Linked DNA regions of Zea mays: all the other regions are linked to region 1. The links are chromatin contacts, called in public Hi-C maps. All regions are on one chromosome and are shown on one strand. The core of a region is the stretch at or near the end of the contact, and the rest is flanking DNA. Distances in the headings are between cores, read along the strand shown.

What was found. A called contact is a pair of places that touch in the nucleus more often than the background predicts.
Region 2: a Hi-C map of leaf mesophyll shows a contact between it and region 1, with 2.1 times the contacts expected there. The contact joins two enhancer-like sites. A contact is called at or near these places in 2 of 25 Hi-C or Micro-C datasets (endosperm and leaf mesophyll).
Region 3: a contact with region 1 is called in a Hi-C map of bundle sheath, with 2.6 times the contacts expected there. The contact joins the promoter of LOC103646909 here to the enhancer-like site in region 1. A contact is called at or near these places in 3 of 25 Hi-C or Micro-C datasets (bundle sheath, leaf and tassel).

Annotation. Positions count from the first base shown.
Region 1 is chr2:120,811,487-120,816,327 of Zm-B73-REFERENCE-NAM-5.0, reverse strand. No RefSeq gene overlaps it. Among protein-coding and RNA genes, the nearest start is that of LOC103648883, 83 kb to the left of the region's middle. Within about 2 kb of position 2,282, at least 18 of the 20 cell types and tissues checked have an H3K27ac peak or open chromatin away from gene starts, as enhancers often do. A contact at or near this core is called in bundle sheath, leaf, leaf mesophyll and 1 more, where this site is marked.
Region 2 is chr2:120,616,077-120,620,917 of Zm-B73-REFERENCE-NAM-5.0, reverse strand. No RefSeq gene overlaps it. Among protein-coding and RNA genes, the nearest start is that of LOC103646909, 62 kb to the left of the region's middle. Within about 2 kb of position 2,072, at least 17 of the 20 cell types and tissues checked have an H3K27ac peak or open chromatin away from gene starts, as enhancers often do. A contact at or near this core is called in leaf mesophyll, where this site is marked.
Region 3 is chr2:120,678,151-120,682,991 of Zm-B73-REFERENCE-NAM-5.0, reverse strand. It overlaps LOC103646909, which reads right to left and starts at 1,996. Exons shown (of 3, transcript NM_001368640.1): 1 at 1,759-1,996; 2 at 339-958. The coding sequence starts at 1,923.

The DNA.
Region 1 (4,841 bases), core at 1,033-3,532:
GATGATATAAATTTATGGCTACATATGAAACAGCAGAGATGAATATATGAAACATATATAATCTGCAGAACGCAAAACAGTAAGGACATAAATTGATCATACCCTCCCATGCGCTTTGAGGATCTAGATCCTTGTCTAGCTTCTCTTGTCATGTCACCAGGAAGAAGATGTTTTGGGCAGTCGCATAGACGCTCCCCAAAAACCTAATTGCCGATCCCCCGTACAAGGTCTCGAACGACAAGGGCTTCGGAGGCACCTGCCCTCTCGCCTCTCTGTGCGCGCAGAGTTACGAGATGGAAACACCCACACTTGCGGCTAGACTGTGATTCTGAAGGTTCTGCTCTCGTGTACCAAGTGACAGGCGTTCTCCCCTTTTATCATCGCGGAAGGGAAGCTGAAGGAGAAGAGTCTCGCATGCGGCACGCCAAGAGACGGGCAGCTGAAGGAGAAGGGTCTCGCATGCGGCACGCCAAGAGACGGGCAACTGAAAGGTTTAACCCAGAGTTGAAACTCCCGCAGTTAATGAGTGCTAAAAATTAACACAGCCACACCATGCCCGCTCGCCTTGCCTCGCCTCGCCACGCCACTCCCGGCCCGAGCCTGGCCCGGCCGGCGACAGCGCGCGCGCGCGTCTGGCACGCCCTTGTCCGTTTCTTGACTTCTCAAATTAAGTGGAATAATTCCCACCATATAAGTCAAGCCAACGACCCTTGGACTTCCAATATGGTACTATAGGTGTTCTCCACCATTACACACCATAGAGTTTATTGAATAAATGGGCCAAGCCCATAAAAGATCCAACATAAAAAGAATATTATTAGATAAAAAGAAGTTATCAAGGGCACAACTTGCCTTCAACGAGCTCCTGCTCAGCAGTCTGCACCTGCTGAACACCTAGATCCTCTATGGCTAGCTCGTCTACTCGCAACAATACAAACAAGCACAGCATAGTATAAATTAACATCCCACCAAATGCATGATAATATTCTACGCATCCTAATGAGATCGTAGGAACAAGAATCACTAAATTCGGAGTTACGGTTATCGAGTTATGAATTTCTGAAGTTATTAGGTGCATGATACGGAAAAACTAAAGTGAATAATTTTAATCTAAGTTCCATGGCTAAACAAAGTTACTAAGTGATGAACAATATTAATACAAAATTATTGCCGCTGGAATGGATGAAAAAGATTTAAAAATGAATTTTCTATGAATTATATAAGTTCTGAATTTAATTTGGCACTAGAAATTCATTTCCTAAAACCTTATTCCTATTTTCTCAGACTCTAGGACTGCGCGCAGAATTACTAAAGAGTGTCGGGTAGAGACTGCAAAGTCCACAAGACTCAGGCTACACCTGGGTGGACTGCGGGTTTGATTTCTCTGAAACTCACAGTCTCTTATGCTAAAGCGCCAGATAAAGGGGTATGGGATGAGATCGGCCGTCCGATTAGGAACCGAACACTAGGATTAGATCTCACTTAAAATGAATCGGTACGCTACATGGGCCCTCGCATCACCGATCGGACGGCTACCGTGATCCGAGATGAATGGTGAACCTGATTCTAATCCGGATCGTCCGTTCAATAGCCAACGGCTGCGATTCAAATGTTGACAGCACCACAGCGGGCCTAATCTAAAGCGCACGCCGGCATCCAATGGCCAAGGGTAGTCAGTCCACCCAAACCGCTGCGGCACGCGAAATCCCCACGGCGAGGCCCATTACCGGTGACCCAGGGTCCCATGCATTCATGTGAAAAGCTTGAATCCGAACTACCCTACACGTCGCAGAAGCCCAAGCGAAGCATCGAGGGGGATTCTCACCGAGGGTGGTGGTGGACACGGCGCCGCCCACGTTATCGCGCTCCTCGGCGGTGTTGATGTCCGGCGAGAAATGCTCGGTGCCCCGGTTGCAGATCCCGCCCAAAGAGGCCCAGACCAGTTTGGCGTGTCCAGGCGAGGCACTACGGTGACCAGTGAGGACGAATTCGAAGCTCTAGGCACGGCGCGTCGACAGCTCCCCGGGCGGCGCTTCCTACCAATGGCGAGCTCTCTAGACGTATTTACTAGGGCGCGGACCGGGCGGATGGAACTGAGTGTCGGCGCAGGGTCTAATATTGCGGTCGGGCGGGACTCAAGAGGTTGGAGTCAGGGAACGGACTCCCTGTGCATGCGGAGGAAGCCGGTATGGCGGCACGCGGGCACGGTTCTGATTCTAGCGGAGGTGGGGGATGACGCATGGGTCCCACGCGGCAGTGAACGGGTATGAGGCTGGCGCAGCAGACCCACATGGCAGTGAGCAATCGGTCGCGCGCGCTGGCCCGATAGGGAGAAACACGGGCGAGTTGGGCCCACCAAATCTAATCCGGCCCAAGCATGGTTGTTGTCCCTTTTTTCTTTTTATTTATAATTCCTAGTTTGTTTTCCTATTCCTCATTCTTTTGAATTTGAAATTAAAATAAATTCTGATTTCCAGATTTCAAAAATTCAAATATCACCGACCAAAAATACCAGCATGAAGTGCACTTTTATTTATTTGTTACTTGACAATTTTCGATTCCAATAATTGAATGTGTAAAAGAAAATAAACCAATAAATCACAAAAGGATTCATAATCCCCAAACACTAACATAAAATATATTTATATATTTATTTTATTATTTTTCTCTAATACAAATTCTGGGCTTTACACTCGTCAGGTTGCCCCCACTGGCACCCCGGCGATACCCGCAGCACATAGTGCAGGCACCACATGCTACGAGTGCGGTCAGGTTGGGCACTATGCCAATGTTTGTCCACAGAGGATTGCCAGCACCCCTGTCCAAAACAAGCAACAAACTCTAGGTTCTGGCAAGGGATTCAGCATTGCCAAGGTCAATCAAGTTAGTGCTTATGCTACCGCTGACGGAGCTGACATCGCTATTGGTATGTTTTATATTAATTCAATTCCTGCAGCAATACTATTTAATTCTGGTGCTACACATTCATTTATTTCTGCTCGATATGCTAACACAAATGAGTTACCCCTTCAAAATATGCAAAATCCACTGATAGTAATTACCCCGAAAGGGCCTTTTGAAGAAAATTATATGACCAACAGATTAACCTTGACAATTATGGGAAGTGAATTCTCGGCTACCCCTATAGTATAAGAGGAAAGCAGCATAGACCTGATACTTGGTATGTTGTGGTTAAGGAAGGCCAAGGCAGTTACACATTGTGCTAGGGGAACTGTAGAACTCACCAGCTCTAAAGGAGAAATATTCGAAGTTGAGATTACCATAACCGCCTCTACCAGACCCGCCATATTTATAGTAGATGGGAAATTTGTAGGCAGCATCATCCGTGTGGTTAGAAACTTTCCCGATGTATTTCCAGAGGAGTTACCTAGAATGCCACAAGATAGGGAAGTTGAGTTTGTCATTGACCTCTTACCTGGAACTGCTTCTATTTCAAAAATGCCATACAGGATGTCAGTAGAAGAACTAAAAGAACTTAAGAAACAGTTAACGGAGTTACAGAAGGCCGGGTATATTCGTCCGAGTTCCTCACTTGGGGAGCGCCGGTTCTGTTTGTAAAGAAGAAGGATGGATCACAAATGATGTGTGTGGATTATAGATCACTTAATGATGTCACAATTAAGAACAAGTATCCTTTACCCCGTATTGAAGACTTATTCGATCGAATGAGAGGTGGTAGGGTATTCTCGAAGATTGATCTCAGATCGGGTTACCACCAAATGAAGATTAAACCTTCTGATATTCCCAAGACGGCTTTCTCTACCCGATATGGTCTATATGAATTCACAGTCATGTCGTTTGGCTTAACTAATACACCAGCCTACTTCATGAACCTGATGAACAAGGTGTTCATGGAGTATCTTGACAAGTTCATTGTGGTATTCATCGACGACATCCTTATTTATTCCAAGAATGATAGTGATCATGAGGAACATCTGTGGATGGTGCTATAGAAGTTACGGGATAATCAACTCTATGCCAAATACAGCAAGTGTGAGTTTTGGCTTGATGAAATACCATTCCTTGGGCACATCATCTCCAAGGGTGGAATCTCAGTGGATCCGGCTAAAGCAACGACGATAGTGGGTTGGAAGATACCAAGTTCGGTCACGGAGGTCTAGAGTTTCCTAGGACTCGCGGGCTATTACCGACGATTTATTGAAGGGTTCTCCAAGATTGCTAAACCTATGACCTCACTGTTAGAGAAGGGAAAGTAGTTTAATTGGACCTAGGAATGCCAAGAGAGTTTCAATCATCTGAGGTTTAAATTGATGTCAGCCCTAGTGTTGATTATGCCAGATCTACAGAAGGGTTTTGATATATACTGTGATGCAAGCCGCTAGGGCTTGGGATGCGTTCTTACACAAGAAGGACATGTTATCGCCTACGCGTCTCGCCAGTTGCGGAAACATGAGTTGAACTACCCCATCATGACTTAGAATTGGCAGCAGTAATGCATGCGCTCAAGATATGGAGGCATTATATAATGGGAATTAAGTGCCAATTCTTCACCGATCACAAGAGCTTAAAATACATCTTCACTCAGAAGGATCTCAACCTTAGGCAACGTCGTTGGTTGGAGCTCATCAAGGATTATGACTTGGAAATTCATTACCATTCGGGCAAGGCGAATTTGGTTGCAAATGCCTTGAGTCGGAAGGAGCATGTCTGAAGCGTCCCCAATCCTTTGGGACTCAAATGTGATACAATTACTAGTCCCAGGAGGCTAGTAAACACATTTATACATCAGATGATTCTAGATCTGCTTAAACGAGAGAAACCTATAAAGGTGGCGATCAACTTTAAGAGTTGGTCCACAA
Region 2 (4,841 bases), core at 823-3,322, 200 kb after region 1:
AACAAATCATCTAGATACATGATTTCTCTTATACCGATCACTAGCGCCCGTATCTGTGGGGGTGCCTTATTGGTGCGTACCGATCACTATAGTCTAAAGTTTTTGCTGGACCAGCGTTTGTCGACTGTTCCTCAGCACCAGTGGATCAACAATCTCTTCGGCTACGACTTCGAGGTGGAGTACAGATCAGAGCGCCTCAATGTCGCGGTGGATTCTCTATCCCGCCGCTATTACGCGGACGACGATGCATCGCGGGCCACAAGCGCAGTATTGGCCATATCTGGGACATCATTTGCCTTCCTAGAGGACGTGTGTAGGGCCACGACAGCTGCAACCGACGCTCAGCAGCTGCTGGGTCGCCTCCGCACCGGTGACCTGGGCGTGCCATGGCACGAGGACGCAGAACTTCTACTACACGGCCGGTGCATCTACGTGCCAGACTCCAGGGACTTGCGCCACCAAGCGCTCTAGCTAGCTCACTCGGCCGGGCATGAGGGCATTTAGAAGACACCGCATCGACTCTGCGCCGACTTCTACATTCCGGGAGATCGGTCCCTGGTCGCGGACTGGGTCCGGTCTTGCGTCACGTGCCAGCGCAACAAGACCATGACTTTACCGCTCGCTGGGCTGCTACAACCCCTCGAGGTGTCGTCCCAGGTGTGGGCCGACATCTCCATGGACTTCATCGAAGGGCTGCCTAAAGTCGGGGGCAAGTCTTTTATCCTCACGATGGTCGATCGCTTCTCCATGTATGTGCATTTCATCTCGCTCGACCACCCATACACGGCATCGTCGGTCGCCTAGGCTTTCTTTGCTGGCATTGTTCGGTTGCACGAGTTCCCCACTTCCATCGTCAGTGACAGGGACCCCGTGTGCATTTCATCTGCAGCTACCGTCCGACTCACGCCTTCACGACATCTTCCATGTGGGCTTGCTGAAGCCCCACCGTGGTGATCCCCCAGCGGTGCCGGGTGCATTGCCACTGGTCCAGGACAGGCGCGTACTTCCGACGCCCGAACGAGCTCTCCACGCACGCAAATGATGCAATGTCTGCCAGGTCCTTATCAAGTGGCACAGACTTGGGGATGAAGATGCAACATTGGAGCTCTTGGAGGATTTCCGATCGACATACCCCGAGTTTCAGCTCAAGGACGAGTTGTTTCAGCAGGCGGGGAGAGATGTTATGACCAACATCCCTTATGTTAGGCGTGGGCCCATCAAGGGCTAGGGGCGCCGACGGGTACCGGGCCCTAGGCCCATAGTTATCTTCAGGATTAGGGTTTTCATAGTCTTTTATAAATACTTGTATGGACCATTAGTTAGAGGGAGCAGAATCAGATTATTCTGGCTTCCCTAATGGAGACAGTAGTTTGTCTCTCATGCTCGCACCAGCCTAGGTCAGCCACGGCGCCCAGCGCCGCAGCCCTCGTCTCCCTCGCGCAACTGTTCATCCTTATAAACTAAGGGAGTGTAATGCCTTAAAAATCCTATTTTTGGAATATGGGAAACTCTCTAAATATTTTGTAACGAAGTACTCTTTTTTTCTGCCTGCCTTGAAGTTATATCTCCTAAAATAAACATCCTTCCCAATAAAGAGTTAATTTAAAGGTACCCATATGAAATTAGTTGTCCCACTATTGAATTAAAAGTATTCTCTAAAAGATTTAAGCTATAAACATATCTTGGTATAGTTATACATTAGAAAATATTTTCCTAAACTAAATATTGCTTTATGTGTTTGTCATTATACCTAGAAGCATATAATGGAAATGATGAAGTAACAAAAAAATAAAATAGGGTGACTTCGCATTACATACATGTTGGAGTTTCTGTGTTGGTGCACTAAACTTAAACTTAAAATAGAAACAAGTTTGAATTTTGTTTGAGTCGGATTATAGTTTAAACTTTAATAGAAATCTGAAAACAAAAATAGAAAAAAGAAAAAAAACAAGAAAGAAAAGCAAAGGGAACGCCGCTCTGGGCCCAATCTTCATCCGGACCACTTCATCCACATCATGCCGCCTATGCCATCCCAGCTCGAGCAGATATACAACGCCGATAGGTGGGGCCGTCCTGCCAGTGAGTCACTGAGTGCCCACTATCACCGACATGCGGGACCTGCTGCCCTCTCGCCTTGTGCTTCTGCCGCGTGGGCCCTTTTTCCACTATTCATCTCCTCGTGCCTAAAAGAATCGAGCTCCCCCGCCGAGATCCTCTCCGCTGGCCGTAACAAACCCACCGTGTTGGCCGTAACAAATCAGCGCCCTGCAACCATCATCTATGGGCTGCGGCGTGAGGAAGCTGGAGGGGCGGGTCACCATCTGGAGCGTTGAAGAATGGAGTAGAGGGAAAGATGGTCCGCCACGTGTGCATCCTGCTGGGTGCACCGCTCGGGGCTTGGCAGACAATCGAGGAAAGCCTCCAGAGTCCATCGAACACGTCGGTGACCTCATATGGTGAGATTGGTGGCTGGGAGCACGGGAATTTCTCGCCGGGGACGTGGGATGCCGTGGATCCGATTTGCGTCATGGATGGGAGTGCCTGCTACATCATCGACGGTAAACAACCCTCTTTGTAGTTTGGCTTCATCTTTGCTATGCGTAGCTCGGGTAAGCGTAGAATCGGGGTCATCGGGGGACTGGGTCCCCTGGCGCCAGAGGGTGCGCCGCCAAGAGGATTGCGCGGGCCACTGCGACGGGAGCTAAGGTGGAAGGCGAGGGGTGGCGTTGATCTGGCAATGGATAGTGGCGATTCGATGCTCGTATCCCTTTGGCCTAATTAAGCCAGTGTCGTCGTGATCGAATCCGAGGGCTCTAGGGATGTTGCGGCGTGGCGCTTCCTTGGCCGTTGATGGGGAATCCTGTGGTGGTGGAAGTATACCGGTTTGGGAAGACTAGGATCTAATCTTATCCGTAGGCATACGATCGAATGGCCTAGGACGGGCTGTGGTTGCCACTGCGCCGTTTTCCGAAAAGACACCCTAGATTTCTTTCAAATAAAACCGCCATCCCCGGGTATTAAAAGAGCAGCGTATTTGGGTCTTGGTTTTATCACATTAGACCCTGGACTTCTCTAGAATTGTGGCCGCAGCCCAGATGGTAAATAAAATAGGTAAATTAATAAAGAAAATGATTTTAGTATAAAAATAAATCCTGAAACCTGTTTAATTTATATTTAATCCATTTTAACTCCAAAATGATCCATTCCAGTTGCATTAAATCCATAGTAATATTGTTTATCCCCTCGAAACTATTTAAGGTATGAAAATTAAATATAAAATGTATAGAAATTTAGATAATTCATATCTCATCCGTTTGAACTCCAAATTGACGCGTTCAAGTTGCATTGGTCTCGTGTTAGTATTACCTACAACATAGTAACATTATTTTATCATGTAACATGTTCTTAAAAATAAATATTTAATTTATCCAACCTAGGGTTATTGGATTAACATGTTAATATAGGATTCTAATTTGGATCTTCTGATGAAATATGATTATGTTGTAACTTATATTAAAAGTTTAGTTAGTTATATCTATTCTCACATAATTGATTTTAATCACCATAATATGTAGTTTATTTAGCAATCACTTAGAACCTGGTAAAACCATAGCTTCTTGACCGTAAATCTGATTTTATTAGTTCTCAAACCCACGGTCTCGTAGCATCATGTAGAATATTATTATGCAGCTTGTGCTTATGCTTGGTGTGATGTTAATTTTGCCTATACCATGTTTGTTTGTCTTGCTACGAATAACAGTGAGGTCACGAGAATTTGAAGATCATTCTGGTACCTAGAATCTCGAGTCCCAGGCAAGTTGTGCCCTTGATCACTTTTATTTACCCAATAATGTTCTCTATAATCATTTTGGCATGCATAGGTTTAATTTTGATGGGACCCAATAGGTCACCCTAGTTTGGTTATCTTTACACCTTGTTTACCCCTAAACTTTTGGGTAGTCTCTGCTATTGCTATATATGGTTTTGGGTGTTGAGATAACTATTGCACATGGTCATTCCTTATTATTATTGTTCTATTTTTGTTCATGATAAGACCATTATGTTAATTGGAACATCGAGCTTAACTTGAGAAACACATGCCACCACAAGGGTGGAATGGGACGCCCTTGGCTGACTAATTAGGAAAGCTAGTGGAGGACTACCTTACCCGAAAGGGGCAAGGGCAGTAGGGGCGTGGGCGTGTAGGGAGGTTCTCGGGTTGATTTTGTTGCCATGGCGGTCAGACGGGGGATTCCTGCATTACTCTTCCTAGGAACTGTAGCGAGTTTTTTGAAGCTAATGGAACTTTGTAAAGGCCTCGTAGTGTTACCCTGCCTCGCTTCCTTGGTAGAGGTGTTTGGGGCCCGTACAACCCCGTGGCAGATGGATAACATGACTTGTGGGTAAAGGGTACCACCTCTGCAAAGTGTAAAACTGGTATACTAGCCGAGCTTGCGGTCATGAGCAGCTCAAGACTCTTGCATGATTAATTTATGGAATTAAATTCAATTTGTCATATGCATTGCATCATGGGTGTTGTTATCAATTTTGATCTACTACTTGTTTGAGGTTGTATCTACTTACACTTAGTAACTGCTAATAAAATTTTGACCAACTTTAAAAGCAATGCTTAGCTTGGACCATCCTCTTTGGTAAGCCTTACACTTCACATGAGCTCCCACCTTTGGTGAGTTCATGCACATTATTCCCCACAACTTGGTGAGCGATGAACGTATGTGAGCTCACCCTTGCTGTCTCACACCCCCCACAGGTCGAGAGCAGGTACCATAGGATGAGGCGCATGGAGGCTACTGTGAAGAGTTCGTCCCAGTCAACTTCGG
Region 3 (4,841 bases), core at 747-3,246, 130 kb after region 1:
CATCTGCCTGTAGGAGGCCTGCCACCAGTCTTTGGGCGGGGCGCCTACGGGGGTGGACGATATTCCTAATCACTCAGCTTATTTTTATGCCTAACCTTAGATGCTGAAATTGAGCGCCTCACTTTGAGGCACACACAGTTTTATTATGCACTATTGCAAATATATTAGAAAAACCCAAAGTGATACTCCCTCTATTTTTATTTATTTGGCGTTCCCACCACGAAATGTTATCTTGCTCTAGTGCAACTGTCTTGTATGAAACATGATTTAAAACACTTAGTCATTGATACATATAAAAATGCACTCTTGAATTATAGGCTAATAATAATAGGCATTACCAAGGGTACTGCGACCATGAAATTGCCACTTCCAATTCAGCGCCATTTTCTCCAACAAGTCGTTCCGTGTGCTGGCCGTTGGTCGCAGGATTGAACTCAAGGACCCCTCCAACAATTTCATCGCCGGAACAGCGATGCAGGTCAAGCTCAATCGTCAGCGGCATGTGCAGCGGCACGGCGAGCGCTTCCCTCGCCAACTGAATCAGCCCCCCCGGTCGCACGTTCACTCCATTGTCACCCTCTTTGTAGAAGAGCACGCAGCCGACGTCGAACAGCTTGCTGCGAGCAACGATCCTCCCAAGAATGGTGGTGGCGTCTTCTTCTCCAGCTTTGGACACCGGCGGGCGAGCAAGTTTGACGGCGACCCGGCCTTGGACGCCGTTGCTCAGGACGGCATAGATCACTTCAGCGGGGCCATAGCCCGTTTGGACAGTCTCGACTATGGCCCTGTTGTAGTTGGAGAAGTCGTCGCCGATGCAGTCGCAGAGTATCCTCCCGATGTCCTCGTCGTCCTCGGTGGCTTCTCCGGCTTGCGGGCTGCCATCATGGAGGTAGAGGAAGAAAGCAATTGGACTGTATGCCGAGGTGGCCAATGATGGCCCAGTTAGCACGAGGTTACCCTGTTTCGGTACAAGAATGCATGAAGAAAGTGGATCACTTGCTGTCCTGCCTGCTCATAGACGACGGATGTTGTGATACATTTAACACAACGTCTCGTACGATTTAATTAAACAGACCTAACAATGAAGAAAGCGAGAACCTTCTTTTCAGACTCAAGGTGATGGATGAAAGGGGGCAAGGCCATGTAATGATGTAAATCAGTTCTAGCTATTGTAAACAAAACATTTCCAACCATAGCATAGATCTTTCTTAAAGAAGTTATAAGGATGATTAATGGAACCCAAGATTGAAGCTAGAAAAAAAAGGAACTAGAGTACAAAGAATGATTTATTAGAGACAAAAATCTAAATTTCTTCTAGTAGATCTTCATGCAACTGATTTTTGTGGGTTGTACCGCCGTTTCAGGTATCATCGGCAATCACCATGGTGCCGATAACTACAATAGCTCGATTATTGACAGGAACCACTTGATTTTCCGATAAATTATAGCCAAAAAATAAAAATAAAAGCAACAAACAGAAATCGAATACCTACCCCGTTACCCATACCATAGTCCCTACTCCCTAAGCACTATGCTACCTCGTTGTTTCCTCTGCTATTCCACCTACTTAAGAAACAGAGTACTCTGTTCTTTTAAAAACAGAAGTTTCATGGTTTTTATTTCTATTCATTGATTGACCGTTTGCTGAAATCATTAAAAAATCGAAACCTATGCTATTGTTGGTGCTTGCGACATAGTAGTGCTTACAGTAGAGCTATTAAGATGGTACTAAGAAGGAGAGATTAAAGGGAACTGCACCTGGCTGTCGCAGATTTGCTTCGAGGTGTCTTCTTCCTCTTCCAGTGGACTCCAGCTGTAAATGAAATCGCTGCAGCAGTGGCCGCCGTAGAAAACGATGCTGCCACGGGGCGGCAGGTTTCCTCCGACGGTGGCGGGGATGCGCACGGCGAACACCTCCGCCATGTCGCGGCCATGTTTGGGCAGCTCAGCGTACGCCAGCAGTTGCTCGTCGGTTGGGGCGTCGCTGTAGCCGGTGGCGGCCGCCATGTCGCCAAGGAAGAGAACGCGATTGGGGACTGGGAAGTGGGAAGAGAAGACAGGGATGGATTGGATGCGTGGTGGTCTTATCTGCACAAAACTCCAAATACCACCCGTGCTTCCCTCAACTTTCCTGTGCCTTGGAGGACTGGCTGACGAAGGCTTTGGCGATGGCGTTTAGGGTTTAGGATCTACGGAGGGGAAGCCGCGCCGGCGAGCCAGCCAACCGCCGGATTGCCCTTTTGCCAGACGCTGTGTCGCTCCTCCCTCCCTGGCTTCCCTTCAGTAGAGGCGTCGCTCGGGCCGCCGTCGCCGGATGCCCAGATCCCGCAGTGGGCTGGCCAACGCGCTGGCCAACGCGCGCCGCAAATTTGCCCCCTACCCAATCGGCGAACAGCCCCCTCTCATCCGAGAGTCCGCTAGCGTGTGCTGGAAGGCCTTGTTGTGGCCCACCCCAATTTATTTACTATATATGAAAGACGGTACAAAACGTGCCCTGATAGTCTATCCACATCGTTCTATATTTTCTCAGGCATCTGATCCCAATCCGACGGATGACGGATACAAGCGTTTGATAGCGGCGAATCAGTAGCTCTCGCCACAACATGGTCTGGAACCTTCTCCAGAGCATACCCGAAGGGCCGCGTCCATGGTTGCCCAACCCATCGTCTCCCTGGCTTGCTCGCTCTCGTTTGTTTGGTCCTAGCCACCGCGACGATGTTCTCCCCACCTAACGGAGCACTAAGACTGCCATTCTCCTCAGCAGCAGTCGGGATTACCAGGGCCATCGCGCCGCCACGCCAAGTAGTAGTAGTAGATCGGCCCTGCCATGGCCGGAGTGGGGGCATGTACCACGGAACCGAGGCAGCCCAATGCACTGTCCTCAGTAATGTGATCCACGGCTTCAAGGTTACATCACGTAACCGCTGATGGATGTGTTGGAATAGGGTTCGATCTCTCTTTTCTCCCTTTGCTTATTAGGAAAACAGAAGGGAAAAATGGTGAGGATTCTAACCACACACTTTGCAAAAGGTTATTTGATAGCGTGTGTAATTACTGCTCTCTTTGCATCTCCAATCAAGTATTCATGTGAGTAGCCAATTTCATATAGGTTCTTCAACTACTCAAATACTTCTGAAAGTGAGAACAAATAAAAATTCCTGAGTGTATTAATAAGCTATAACGAAGAGTGTCTCAAACGAATGTAATAATATGCTACAATAAAAAATGTCTTAGACGTTGTTTCACTTCTAAAATACTTCTCTCTGCTCCTTTTGCCGGCGTAATAAGGTGTGTTGGAGCAGCATAATTCGTTGTAGTATTCCAGCCCTAAATATTCTACCCTACATGTTGTTTCAGTTCTAAAATTCTTCTCTCTGTTTCTTTTGCAGACAAAATAAGGTTTGTTGAAGCAGCATAACTCATTGTAATATTCCAGGACTAATTATTCTGACATGCCTTTGTTTCATAACTTTTTAAAGATATAATGCTTGTATGTGTTCATATAAAAACAGATCGAACAAGACCACCAAGGGGAACAAACGAAAGAATAAGATTGTAGATAAACATTGGCCTCTGTTTTAGGACACCAAGGTAAGACATTGGATGTCAACATTTCTTTTTTTCTTCTTGTTAGAAAAGTAGTTGTTTATGTTAGCTTATGGCCCATATAACTCTAGAAAAATGAGAGATAAAAAAATGTTTGCAATAAGGTAGATCTATAATTTGGCGCCCATAAATGATGCAGTGTTGCCAAATTTCTAGCCAATAACTATTTGCTTCATATGATTTTCAGTAAAGAGCTGCTAATCTATGGTAGATATCTCAATTGAAATCAAAACAAAAGTTTATCTGCTGCATTGCTGGCGCTCTAATCAACAAAAATGTTTCTGTGTTGTATTCCTCACGCTAGACTATTTTAAGTTAATGAGAAGGATCATGTTGCACACATCTTCAGCCATATTTAGGAACAATTTCACCATGTCACATGAACATTTCAGTTCAATGGGGCCATTTCTAATATATTTCAACCCAACTCTATCCAAGATTTACATACACATGTACACTTATAATAAAACAATGTCCATCTATAATATTCGTCATATTTCTTACAAAACTAACATGTGTTGTCGTTTACAACTACTCTATGGTTCAGACTTATTGTACCTGTTAAGATACTATGCATCAAAACACCAAACAAACTGCCTTATAATTTCTATTCTCAGAGATAAAGAAAATAAGGTTGACCCTCCAATTCAATCTCCTCCAAAAAGGTGAGCTTCTATACAATTAACTCCCTACCAATCAATACAGATATTTGCTTACTACAAATACATACACGCACACAGACATATATATATATATAGGTACATACCAGTAATAACAACTAGTACAAAAAACACTTTCAATGAATATATACATACCTACACATGTTCTATTCACCGATAAAGTTGACACAGATTTAATGGTAAAATGAATCATAGGAATCGTCTGATAGATAAAACATGAATCACACCAACAAAGTTGTATCAACCACACTAAATGATAAAATGAATGACGCAATTATATCAATTGTTTCGGTGGATGGTACAATTTTATCAATTTTACCTGTTTTACCATTCATTTTACATGATCAAACAGGAACCAATACGCATCAAAGATTTTACAATCCAGAAGGACCACTAGGAATGATAGACAAACCACAAATTTTAGCACTTATCAGCAGTGTCTCATCTTTTGCTATTAACCTTACCATTTTTAAATACATGTACATAGCCCTTTAGTTGTGCCACTGAATAGTAGAAGCAACTATACACTGTAAAGGACAATGCCCCCTTTAAATA